Regions from separate parts of the Bos taurus genome. Here region 1 is linked to region 2. The links are chromatin contacts, called in public Hi-C maps. All regions are on one chromosome and are shown on one strand. Each heading gives the region's core, a stretch centred on a gene start, on an enhancer-like site or on the middle of the called end of the contact. The rest is flanking DNA. Distances are from core to core; before and after follow the strand shown.

Region 1 (7,090 bases), core at 677-3,176, 190 kb before region 2:
TAACCCATCCTACAGAATTCAGAAGGCTCTCAGACCCAAATCCCACACTGTCTCTGTCCATCTTGGGTGGCGGGTTTGACCAGACCACACATATACACACACACAACACACCTTGCAGTCACTTTTCTGGACATTCTCAAACTTCCTGAAAGTCAGGTTCAGAACCTGCACGCTACAGATATCTCATGGAATACAAAAGTTGCCCCTTTTAGGTAACCAATCAGAAGATGCTTTAGATCCAGAAGAATTGCCAGCAGCAACAATGACTAGCTTAACTGCAGAAGCCCTCTCCTGCAGGAAAAAATTCTCTAGTATTACATTAATCCTGCCTTCACCTTCTGGCTCCCGGAATAGCAGTCCCTTCCTAAGGAGTGACTTACCTGTTTCCTCACTGCCTAAGGACTAGGAGATCAAGCTGCTTCCCACCTCTGACAACCTGTTCTGCCCACTACACTGGGCCCTGTCTAAATCTCCCAGACACTCATCACCATCTTCTCCTCTATGCCGTTCTCCTCTCCTGGCTTCAGGTCTTCTCCTAAAATCAAGTCTCATAAACAAGCTCTTGAGTTACCAAAACAAAAAAAAGCAGTCTCACATCAAATCCACCGGTCTCACCAAAGTTGCAGAAAACACACCTTTTACATAATGTCCAGTAGTAGTTTTATAATCTAGGCGGTGAATTCGAGGCTGTTTTCTATCCTGTGACCCCATCGCGTTAACCAAGAACACCTAACAGCAAGAAGGTGGCTAGTATAATCCTTTGTTGTTTAGCTGGTAAGTCGTGTCCCACTCTGCGACCCCATGAACTGTAGCCTGCCAGGCTCTTCTGTCCATGGGATTCTCTAAGCAAGAATACTGGAGTGGGTTGCCATTTCCTTCTCCAGAAGATCTTCGTGACCCAGGGGTCCAACCCGTGTCTCCTGCATTGGCAGCCGGGTTCTTTACCACTGAGCCACCGGGGAAGCCCTGCGTAATGTGTATCTCCGCCTCAACCACGTCTTCCGGTTCTGAATGACTTCTCATTGACTCTCCTGAGACTTAAAGCCGGGGGCAGATAAAGTGTGTCGTTACTTACAACTTCACACACCTCTGACGGGCTAGACGAGAACGAACCGCATGTGAGGCACAAAAGCGTCAAGCCCCACACTAAGCTGCACGGTTTGACGGCTCCTACTGTTGCGGGGGGAGCGGTTAATTTTCGGTGCCAGGAAGCTGCCACTCGTCCGTACTTGGTGGAGGGGGTGGGGAGGGAATTTCAAAAGGAGACGACGGATTTCCCAGGCCGGTGAAGGCCCAGCAGCTCCAGGAAGGCGGTCCCAGCCGTACCTGAGAGGGGCGGCCGGTCGGGTTCCTGGCCGCCGCGGGCGGGCGGCGCGGGGTTAAGCAGGTGCGCGAAGCTGGCGGCGAAGGGGTTGGCGGCGAGCGGCTCGGTGCGGTACATCTCCCAGAGCAGGTAGAGCGCCGTGAGGCGCTGCGCCGCGCTGGGTAGCAGGTCCGGCTGCTGCAGCAGCATCACGAGCACCGAGCCCAGGCGGAAGTGGTCGGCTTTGCTGAAGTAGTGGTGGAAGGCGGTGGACAGGCCCTCGAAGGTGCTGCCGCCGCCCGCCTCCTCCGAGATGATGCTCAGCAGGCTCGAGAGCTCCTTCGGGGTCAGGCTCATCCTGCCCGCGGGGCCCCCAGGGCCTCCGCTCCCCGGCCCGGGGACGCCCGCTCCGCCTCTGCCGCCGGAGCCCGAGCCTCCCGGGCCGCTCCTGGACGCCGACCCCGCCGCTTCCCGGGTTCCCCTTTGCTCCGCGGCGGTGAGAAGCCGACCAGATGACGCGCTTGCCCCGCCGCCGGGCATCAACCTCTTTCCCCCGTCCTGCTTCACGGCCGGAGGGGCCCTGGCGCCGGCTCGCTCCGTCCCTGCGGCCGTAAAGCGCGCTGTGGCACGACAGCGTCGCAAACAAAACAAGCCTGGAACCCAGCCGGCAATAGAAGAGAGGGCAGCGCGCAGCCAGAGCGAGGCTGCTGGAGCCAGGCCAGGGAGAAGATCCCGAGACGCCGAGGGGGCGGAGCAAAAAGCCGGAAATTGAGGCGGGGCTTGGAGGAGGGGCCGAGCCGCCGGCGGGGCCCGGATCTCGCCCTGCGGAAGTCTCGCGGAGCCCCAGAGCAGAGCTGAGTTGTCATCTGCGCGTGCGCGAGCGAGAGGCGCACCCCTCCCTCCCCGCCCCCCCCCCCCCCCCCGCCGGCAGTGTGCCCCGGAGAAACCATTGTCCAGATAAGCCTCTGGAAAATGCTTATTAGAAACTGAAAAACTCTCTTAATTAACACACATGACTATTCATGGTAGAAGATTTTTTAAAAATGCAAATAACTATAGACCACGCGTTTCTCATAACCAAAATTAATTTTCAATCCTACACTATTTGAAGAAATGGAGTCATACTGCACACGAGCTATTGTACGGAGTTGTTTTAACAAAATTTCCGGAAAATGTTTTCAGAAAGCAGAAACACCTGCCCAGGTGACTAGGGCTCGCTCCAGGCTGGGAACCACCGAGTGGTGTGACCCAGACTTGCTCGGTTCCTCCCTTAGACCTGCAAAACCCTGCAGGGATTCCTGCCAGGGAATTTGGGAATCTCAAGTTTGGGAAATCCCGTGTGACCTAACTAATGCTGGCAACTGGAGAATTCTCTAGTTCAGTGCCTCCTTAGTTCTAAAATAAAATGGAAAGAAGAGAAATTGGTTGGTCATTGAAGATGCCTATTCTGAAGACTTCTTGAATTGACTATTAGAGGGACTTTCCTGGTGGACCAGTGGCTAAAACTCTGTCCTCCCCATACAGGGGGCCTGGATTGGATCCCAGGTCAGGGAGCTGAGATCATGCATGATGCAATGAAGAGCAAAGACTCCATGTGCCACAGCAAAGGCCTGGCGCAGCTAAATGCATTTTTTTTTAAGTTTAAAAAATGGTTAGATATGTCTCTAGAAAGGTCCTGCCGGTTAAGAGCAGCACACATGACTTGCTAACTTGGGAAACTGATTTAAATTATCTTGAAGGTATTCTTATTTACTACAGTAAATAAACTTCATTGTGTTTGGGAGGTCTGTTTGTTACTGGGGTTTGGTCTTTTTATTTTTGTACTTAAGATTTTTTTTGTTTGTTTGTTTATCTATTTAGGCTGTGCCAGGTCTGGCCAGGTGTGGCATGCTGGACCTTTAGCAGTGGGATCTAGTTCCCTGACCAGGGATCAAATCCAAGTCACTTGCGTTGGGAGCACAGAGTCTTAGCCACCACACCACCAGGAAAGTCCCTCTAATAGTCAATTCAAGAAGTGAGTCCAGTTTTTTTTTTTTTTTTTTTAAGTTGTTTCAAAATATTTGAACATTATGTGCCCCCCAAGCCCCAATAAACTTTTTTTTTTTCTGTAGGAACAGTTTCAAAATTAGGTTGATGTTAAAAAGAACCCCAGAGGCCCCAGTGGAGTCACTTCTCCTAGGTCACACCACTAACCTAACTAAAACTTCATCCTCCCCCAGAAAGTATGAATGCTAGTCAATCGGTTGTAGCCGACTCTTTGCGACCTCAGGGACTGCAGCCAATCAGACTCTTCCGTCCATGGAATTCTCCAGGCAAGAATACTCGAGTGGGTTGCCATTCCCTCCTCCAGGGGACCTTCCTGATCCATGGTTGAACCCCAGTCTCCCGCATAGAAGGCAGATTCTTTACCGTCTCAGCCACCAGGGAAGCCAAAATGTAGGCTTAACCAGAAATTTTCTAGTCTGCATCAATGAGGTAATTGGTCATCTGGACCCTCTCTATTCCCCAAAGGAAGATGAGGTAGCCTGCCACAAAGACCCCTTCCGTTCCCCATAAGCAAGTTGTGTGCTGTGCTCAGTCGCTTCAGTCATGTCCAACTCTTTTACCTGCCAGGCTCCTCTGTCTGTGGAATTCTCCAGGCAAGAATACTGGAGTGGGTTGCCGTGCCCTCCTCCAGGGGATTTTCTTGACCCAGGGAGTGAATCTGCATCACTTGCGTTGCGGGCGGGTTCTTTACCCACTGAGCCACCTAAGAAGCCCCATAAGCGAGTTACCTATGCCTGAAATAACGTTTTTTTGCTGATGAGTTCCTTGTCTTGCCTTTGAAAACATTTCCTTTCCTAAAGCTGTTGGGAGCTCCTCTCTACTTCCTGAATGGGATGCTGCCTCACTTGTGAATGGTTCAGTAAAACCAATTAGATCTCTGAAATGTACCCGGTTTGTATTTTTGTTATTTAACAGCAGTATCCAGGGTTTCCTGCATGTTCCCTGAAAACAACTCTCAGGTCCTGGAAACAAATAACCACAAACATAAATCTGTCCTCTCATAGTTCTGGAAGCTAAAGTTCCAAAATGAAGGTATGAGCAGAGCCAGGCTCTACACCCTTGAAGGCTGTAGGGAAGAATACCTCTTTGTCTCCTGGCTCCCAGTGATGTCCATTGGTGTCTGGCGTCCTTTCTCTTATGCTTCTGCCATTCCCATCTCTGCCTCTGAGGTCAGGTGGCCTTTTTTTATATTAATGTTCATTGGAGTATAGTTGCTTTACAATGTTGCATTACTTTCTACTGAACAGCAAAGTGAATATATATATATATCTTCTCTTTTTTGGATTCCCTTCCCATTCATTTTTTTAAACTCAGTTTTATTGATATGTATTGATATATAACATTGTATAAGTTTCAGGTGTATAGCATATAATGTTTTGATATATGGTGCTGGAGAATATGCTTGAGGTCCCTTGGATAGCAAGGAGATCCAGTCAGTCAATCCTAAAGGAAATAAACCCTGAATATTCGTTGGAAAGACTGATGCCAAAGCTGAAGCTCCAGTACTTTGGCCACCTGATGCGAAGCGCCGACTCATTGGAAAAGACCCTGATGCTGGTGAAGATTGAAGGCAAAAGGGAAGAGAGTGACAGAGAATGAGATGGTTGGACAAGATCACTGACTCAATGGACATGAGTTTGAGCAAACTCCAGGAGATAGCGAAGGACAGGGAATCCTGGCGTGCTGCAGTCCGTGGGGTCGCAAAGGGTCGGGCATGACCTAGCAACTGAATGACAACAAACAACATACATTACAAAATGATTAGCACAGTAAGTTTAGTTGACATCGTTCACCTCACACACTATTTTTCCTTGTGATGAAAACTTTTTAAGATCTACTCTCTTAGCAACACTCAAATATACAGTACAGTATTGTTAACTGTAGTTACCAGGCTGTATATTAAAGCCCCAGAACTTATTTCTCATGTGTAACTGGAAGTTTGTACATTTTGACCACCTTCACGTAAGTCCTTCTCTCATGTAGACCTTTCCTTCTCAGCAGTTTTGCCTGTTGTTTCGTTTTACTTTGCATCTCAAACTGCTCCTGCACGTTCAGGGCACCACAGCACGTTGCGTAGAATTCTCTGAGCTATGTAGTAGGTTCTCAGTAGTTGTCTATATTATGCAGAGTATCAACATGTGGCCTTCTTTCCTGTGTATCTGTGCTTCACTTGGCTTTCTTATGGGGACACCAGTCACCCTAATCACATATGACCTCATCCTGACTAATTACACCTGTAAAGACCCCATTTCCAAATAAGGTCACATCCTGAGGTTCTGGGTGGACATGCGTTTTGAGGAGACAAAACATTCTCCAATCAGTAGAGACCCAAAGTTCTCCTGGGCACGTGTCTTGGTGATTCTCCTTCACACCCACCTCATCTCTGTCCTTAGACTCTCCCTTAGCATTTATACAGTTAAAAAACACTGCGGTTTATTTTTATATTTACTTATGTATTTTGCAGCACATGGGATCTTTGGTTGAGCCATGCAAACTCTTAGTTGTGGCATGAGAGATCTTAAGTTCCGAGACCAGGGATCAAACCTGGACCCCTTGCATTGGGTGTTTGGAGTCTTAGCCACTGGACCACCAGGGAAGTCCCCAACAAACAGTGTTTTGAGCCCCTACTATGTGCCAGCCAGGGCAGGAGGCAGTGAGCAGAGACGATAAAGCCCTGCCTCAGAGGAGTTGGGCAGCCTCTTGTTCAGCCCTATAGTAACTCGCAGCACAGCCTGGAACCCACAGGAGACCCGCCTCATCCTGACCATTGACTTGGCCATATAATTGAAACATCCTGCTGAAACTTTTAAATTCTTTCAGAAATGGATCACAAGTTTCCCTTTCTCTTTAGACTGAAGTACAGACAGGATTTCACCTTGCTGTCATGAAAGCTAATATGTTCTCAGACAGTAACCCCCAGGGCCAGTGACACAGAGAGGACTGGTTGCCCTGCACAGAGGGCCCTCCAGCTGCTATGCCTTTCACCTCCTGTGCCTTTTACAGTCTGTTTCTTTCTGCTCTGCTGGGTTGTTACTCTCGCATGGGAGTTAGCCTTGTAGCTGCAGTCCACACAAAAGTGTGGTAGTGAGAGGGCATGTGGTTGCTGGAAACTTGATCTTTTAAAATAATTTTTTAAATTTTTATTGATCAATTTGGCTGTGCCCGGTTTTAGTCGCAACACGAGGGATCTTCCCTCTTCGTTGCAGCGTGCGGGATCTTTAGTTGCAGCATGGAGAATCTGGTGCCCTGACCAGGGATTGAACCCGGACCCCCTGCATTGGGAGCCCACACTGGAGCATGAGGGAAGACCCTATAAAACATTTTTGAAAAGACCACATTTTGGAGATTAAAAATAGATGAATGGTTTCCAAAGATTGGGGGGTGGGTAGGTGGCAGAGAGGTAGGTCTGCCTCTGAAAGGGTAACGTGGGGAGCTCTGTGGTGGTGGGAGAGTTCTCTACCTTAGTTGTCATATTGGCTACACAAATGTGTACATGTGATAAAACTGCATAGAACTGAACACATGTATTGTAACATTGCTTGTTTCCCAATCTCCATTGTGTACTAGAGTTACGCAAAATGCTACCCTATTGAGGGAAATCGGATGAAGAGTAAGTAGCACTCTCCCTACATGCTTTTGCAATTTCCTGTGAATCTGCAGTTATTTCTTCTGTTTTAAAAAAACTTGCTTAAAAAAAAAAACTATTGAATTTGTTACAGTATTGCTTCTCTTTTATATTTT
Region 2 (6,193 bases), core at 2,334-4,833:
GTACAAAATTAAATGAAACACACAATACAGCGTGTTTTCATAAAACAAATCTAAACTAAACCTCTAACAACACAGGAACAATTCTTCACCACTATGTCATGCCCACCAATTACACAATGGTAATCTTCTATGCACAATCTACTTTCAATAATGTAGAACAAGGATTCCGTCTATGATCCTTAAAAGATGCTAATATATACACTGGTCAACACTTTCTCTTTTTCTGATAAAGCAAAAATACCCTCAAGCTCTGATACCATCTGCCACAGAGAATATATAATCAAAGAATGTTAGAATATGCTTGAACACAAAGCACACAACACTGAAGTAAATACTATGTCATCAGGTTTCGGCAATCATTCAATACTAAATTAAAGGTCCCTTATTAACTTGGTCTATGATTAAAGACGGAGAAGGCAATAGCATCCCACTCCAGTACTGTTGCCTGGAAAATCCCATGGACGGAGGAGCCTGGTAGGCTGCAGTCCATGCGGTCGCTAAGAGTTGGACACAACGGAGCGACTTCACTTTCACGCATTGGAGAAGAAAATGGCGACCCACTCCAGTGTTCTTGCCTGGAAAATCCCAGGGACGGAGAAGCCTGGTGGGCTGCAGTCCATGGGGTCGCACAGAGTCGGACACAACTGAAGTGACTTAGCAGCAGCATGATTAAAGACAAGGGGCCTGGATGGACTGATTTCCTCTCAAAAAATGAAGGCAACAGTTAATGCTACGGATTTCTCAGCATGTGTCAGGCACGATTAACCTGCTGTTTAGAAACGGATACATAAATTCCTTAAATTTCGTGCTTTCAGTTAAATACAAAATGTGAGAAAGCAGAACTCTATTACTGGCTAAAATGATCAATCAGTTGGTTAAGTGAAAGCTATTCCAAGTGGGGCAGAGACCAAAAGTTAAACAGACTGTGAATGTTAAGAGCCACGTCAGTTACCATATCCGCCCCCTCCCCACTCTACCCCTCACCAGCCTCCTTGAACCCATCAAACAAGCTCACTTCATTCACTTAAATATTTAACCATACAGAAAAAAAATGCTACAAAGAAAAAACCAGAGAAAGGAGAGGAATAGGGAAGGGGGCTGCATGTTTAAGATGACCACAGATACTGAAGTCAAGATCCAAAGAGAAGGGCGCCTGTTTAGCTACCTGTGAGAAAAAGCATTATGGGGGTGGGTAAGACTAAGCTCAAACTGCTGCCCTGAATCAGGTACTTGCCAGCTATGATTAAGTAAGTGGCCAACCCATGTAGAATCATAGCAGAACTCTGGCCTCTTAAGATGGTAAGATGGAAAAAAAAAAAAGATGGTAAGATGGGAAGCCAGCCAATGGAGGGTCTGGGAGCAGACCCTCCAGGTGTTTGGAGTGGAGGAGGGAACCAGGAGCCCATCAAGGAAACAGTTCTTGTCTCCTTGGTGGTGGGAGGCAGTGTACTCAGGCCAAGGAAGGCAGACCCAAGAGGACATGCTCCCTTGCCAACAAAAAGGGAAGGCTGCAGGGAAACTGGAAAGTGTGTGAGTGGGTGGGGTGGGGTGGGGGGGCAGCATGGACACAGGGAGTTTGGTTCAGGGTTATGTAAAATGTGAAATGCCTATTAAAAAACTATGCATCTCAACAGCAGCTGGACATACGAGGCCCTAAAACTAGTTGCTATTACCAAGCATAGTTAGAGAAGGGCTGAGTTATGGACTCAATATAAGAGGATGGGATGTGAGGAGAAACAGATCAAGGAGGAGCAGCTGCAGAGGCAAGAAAGACACTAGAAAGTGAAATCCTACGGAGTAAAATGAATGAACAAAGAACTGCCAATTGTTGCCCATCAGGAACTAAAAACAACCCATTCATTTAGTACTGTGAAGGTCTTCACTTAGAGCTTTTGTAACAAAAATGCCTGAAAAACTCATCCACCCGCGATGGCTCAAACCCACTCTTCTAAAGTCCGGTTAACTGTGTGGCCTGTAAAACATCATCCTAGGATTTACTCTTCACCCTTTTCTCTCTGGATGCTTGTCTACCGCCTCCTCCTAGCTAGGAGGGCAGGATCTTTCGGTTTCCTGTTGAACCTGCAGACCCCAAGATACACTGATGTGCTCAATGTGCTCCCCACATGAATCCACCACGCCCCAAACAGAAAGACTCCATATACACAATACTCCCTGGATCACACATGATCAACACCTGGCCAGAAGTGCCAGGCCCAGTGGGGTGGCTGCCACATGTAGGTCCCTCACAAAATCAGCTGTCCAGATACACCCGACACCGACCAAGCCAGTCAAGAAATTTTTGCAGGGCAATGTTTGCTGTTAAAAAGAATCCAAACAGCAGCATTCAAGAAAAGATGCAGTCTCCAGTATCACTAGTGAGCACCATATGCAGAAAAGGGAAGAAAGGACTACAACCAGATCTCCAGAGACCAACACCAAGAACCCAGACATTGGAAATCACCCCCAATATTCCTGTGTATCGCCAACGCACGACGCACAACCTCCAGGTGTCCTCTCAGCAAACAACTCCACTGACACATCCTTTCCTGGTCTCTACAACGGTTTCACTCCCGGTATTACGACTTTCCCAGTGTCAGGATCCATCTGTGTGCATCAGGGAACTAAAGAAACCGCATCACAGCGTTCCTGTTATTGGCCAGTCCGGCTTCAATTAACTAGTGAACTTGACTACAAAGACCTAGACACATCAGCGTTCCCTCCTGCACAACCTTCAGGCCTTCCAGGGTTTTATTCAAAGACAAAGCAACGAGTGGACTGGTTTAATCACTGTATCTCCTCAAGTTGGCTCTCCCAGAAACCTTACCGTTTTACCTCCCGTTTCTAGGTATCAACCTCTGAGGTATTACCCTTTAAACCCTATAAACCTGAAACAGGGTCCATGGAAATAGACTTGAGCTTTCACAGCATTAATGCGTAATTTCTGGCCCACCCAGCCTTCAGGCTAGACAGATTCAGGGACCACCAGACCGTGATTTCGGGAGCCCCCAACAGCAGGGCCAGCGGCAGGCCGCAGGGGTACTCACACTCCATGGATGCGCTTGTGAATGTTGATGGTGTATTCTCTTGTCACCACCTCGTTGATGGCGGACCGGCCCTTCTTCTTCTCGCCGCCCTTCTTTGCGGGAGCCATCTAAACAAACCCAGGCGACAAAGCCGCTCAGGGAGAGTGCGTCAAACCTAAGTCAAGCCCTCCCTCCCGGCACGGCCTCACGCAGCCGCCCTCGGTACGGTTTCCGGGGACAGAAAGTCCGGCCAGGTCCCTGAAGCCCCAGGTCTGGGTAAACAAGCCGGCTACCCCGCGGCCCAAGTAGCCGTATCCCTTAGGTGCCGCCGCCCCGGAAACCCCTGCAGCTCGGGTTCCCCCAAGACTGGCCTCTCTCTCTCAGGCTCCGGGAGCCCTTAAATGCAGCGTACATTCCCGTGCGCCGGGGACGCGGGGTCCCAGGCCAGCTCAGGACAGAGCCTGCAGGCCTGGTCACCACAATCCAAGTAGAGGATGGCACCGGATTACTGCAGACCAAACTCAGCAGCCATACTCACCCTGCAGGGCCGGGGATGGAAAGGAAGAGCGCGAGGGATTGTGGGAGAAGGAAAGCAGCCTCGCAAGTACAACTTCCGGGTTACCTGGAGGCGGGGGAAGGAAGAGGCGCTGCAGTGACGCAAGCAGCGCGCGCCGGGGGGAAAAGGCGTGAAGGCCTCTGGGGCGGGGCCTCGGGCGTCCCGCTTTCTCTCGCAGCTTCCTCTCTCCGGTCTCCACCTCCTGCGCGCGAACGAGGGTGGGAGGGGCTTGCGGTTCGCGTTTAAGTCTTCAGAGAAAACGGGATCCTGGTCCCCAGGTGGAGTGGGGCAGGATAGGCAGAGAAAATGCTCTTCTGTTTTTCCCACTCGCCCAGTGATTCGGCCAGCATTGCCTGAACCTGTGAGCCTGGTTGGCAGCCCGGAGATGACCTACGCGCCTGCCGGCCTGGAGGGAGCCGGGAGCCTTTCCCGGCGGCAGCGATCAGCTAGCTGCAGAGATGCAGAGGGGCCTAGGCTAGGGGCGACGAGGGAGGCAGAGCAGAGGTGGGTTTGCACAAGAAGCGTTTCGAAATTAAAGCGCCAGTTTGTAACTGACTATATGAAATGTCAATTCAGTAGACAGTTATTGATAAAATCACCTTAGAAAGGAAGAGTGAAGTACTATGTACTGTCTATTATATTGGAGAAATCAATATGATTTCGTGACCTTAAATATGTTTTTAGCTCTATCACAACAAAATGACCCAATAACAGCAATGGAAGCAGCGCTTTTATCCAACACCTGGTGTAAAATAGGTACCTTGAAAATGATGCCAGGAGGTTAGGTGTGAGTTGACAGACTTCATGGCCAAGTCCCGGGTCCCCATGCCAAACCCACGGGTTCAGAACTCTGGACCTTCCGTCTGCTGATCAGAGGGGTGCCTTCTGCTGTATCTCCCCTATCCACATGATGTGTGCACAGGTCTCTGTGTGCACAGGTCTCCCAGACAGACACACAAACCCTGGTGCATCACTTATGCATCACATAAGTGCTGGCAAGCAAGAGGCCATGGAACCAGGTGAGTTTAATTATGGGCTATACCTGCTTCTGTGGATTATGGCTTGGTCATCTCTATGGATTACCCATGTCTCTTAAGTTAGAGATGTTTCCAGGAACTTTTTCTGGTTTTGTCAGTTTGTTTTGCTATCATTTCTAAAAGAAGCATTGATTTCTTCCGGCACAATCTTTAAAATAAAGATCAGGATCCCAATAGGCTGAGATGCATGTGAGCTCAAAAAACCTAAGGCCATTACCCAGATTATTGGTTGCTCGCTCCCACCTTTTCTGGATTTTTGATTATCCTTAGAAACGTGTTGAAATTAAAAAAAAAAAAAAAGTTTACTGACGAAGAGAGGTATGAATGCATCAAGAACAAGGTACAGAAACTGCCTCAAAAGGAAATTATACAAATTTGTTAATTTATTACAAAATGTCCACTCACAGAAATACACAAGAAAACTTTTATCCTCTTATATTTTGGGAAAGGAACTGGTGTCTCAGATACAAAATAATTTACACAGAATCCATACAGTTTTATTTTATATAGAAATAGGTCCTTATTACAACGGCTGTACAATTCACTACACTTCGTCTTATAATTACATAAAATCTTCTCTTTAGAAACATCTCAACAAAACATACAAAAAAAGCAAAGTGCATTTTTGAAAAGGAAAATCCACTCCTGGGTCTCGGTCAGGAAAGATATGTAGAAAGCTGTGGCATCCTCACTCCGAGGGCCAGCATGGCGGGGAAGGGGGTTTCCTGGGGCCCTGTCTGGCCTGTAAAACCTTCCCTTTCACAGTCCTTGAGTCCTGTCAGAATCCCAGAACATTACCTGCAGGATTGTACTTTGCGTTGAGTCACCTTTGTAGTTGCAATCACCGGGAAGTCAACAGAAGACAGTCCAGTGTTACATTCAGGAAAAGAAAAAAAAGCCAATCACCAGAACGGTGTGGGGAGAAGAGTCTCATTCCATTAGGGTTTAGGGCGGGTGGGTGGGAGGTGGGGGGGCTGCAGTCTGGTTAATAATGCCCAGCTTTGCTTTCTGATTGGTGGGCTGTTTTTGTTACTGGGGTCTCCGTGTGAAGTCAGGAGACTTGGTTAAAAAAAAAAAAAAAGAGGAAAGTGCCTACGTTATCTCCTTGTGCAGCTGTGCAAATTAAGACAGAAACGATCATCTAAACATAATGAGAAAAAAAATCATCTCTCCATTCAAGACATCGCTGACCGGGTGCTTCTCCGAGGAAAGAGGGTCTGGAGAGTGAAGGCCAATGAGCACATGCGCACGTGGCGCAGAGGCTGGTCCACGCTGGGAGGAGGGGCGATCCAGCAGAGACGCTCCATCTCTAAGCTGAACAGAGTGATGCTCTGATGCGCTCAGCTGGGGACCGCGGTCGGTCCGTCTGGGTATGGTTGTAGAGTGTGGCTATGAAGCACAGGGAAAGGGGAAACAGGGCCAGCTTCCCTGCTCACTCATGTCCATGCTGGCCGCTGCCCTCGGACATGGTCACCACCCAGGAGCTCTGAAATGGATGCGGCGTGCACGGAAGTTGGGGTGTCCTTTAAACCCTTCTCCCCAACTCCTTGGCCACCCGCCCCCTCGTCCGTCCATTG

The links. A called contact is a pair of places that touch in the nucleus more often than the background predicts.
Region 1: a contact with region 2 is called in a Hi-C map of skeletal muscle, with 5 times the contacts expected there. The contact joins the promoter of CNOT11 here to the promoter of RPL31 in region 2. A contact is called at or near these places in 3 of 11 Hi-C or Micro-C datasets (skeletal muscle, skin fibroblasts and an unstated tissue).

What each region holds. Positions count from the first base shown.
Region 1 is chr11:6,159,423-6,166,512 of ARS-UCD2.0, reverse strand. It overlaps CNOT11 (CCR4-NOT transcription complex subunit 11), which reads right to left and starts at 1,926. Exons shown (of 7, transcript XM_002691150.6): 1 at 1,327-1,926. The coding sequence starts at 1,843.
Region 2 is chr11:5,969,615-5,975,807 of ARS-UCD2.0, reverse strand. It overlaps RPL31 (ribosomal protein L31), which reads right to left and starts at 3,583. Exons shown (of 5, transcript NM_001025341.3): 1 at 3,562-3,583; 2 at 3,045-3,151. The coding sequence starts at 3,151. It overlaps NPAS2 (neuronal PAS domain protein 2), which reads right to left. Exons shown (of 22, transcript NM_001083763.1): 22 at 4,985-6,193.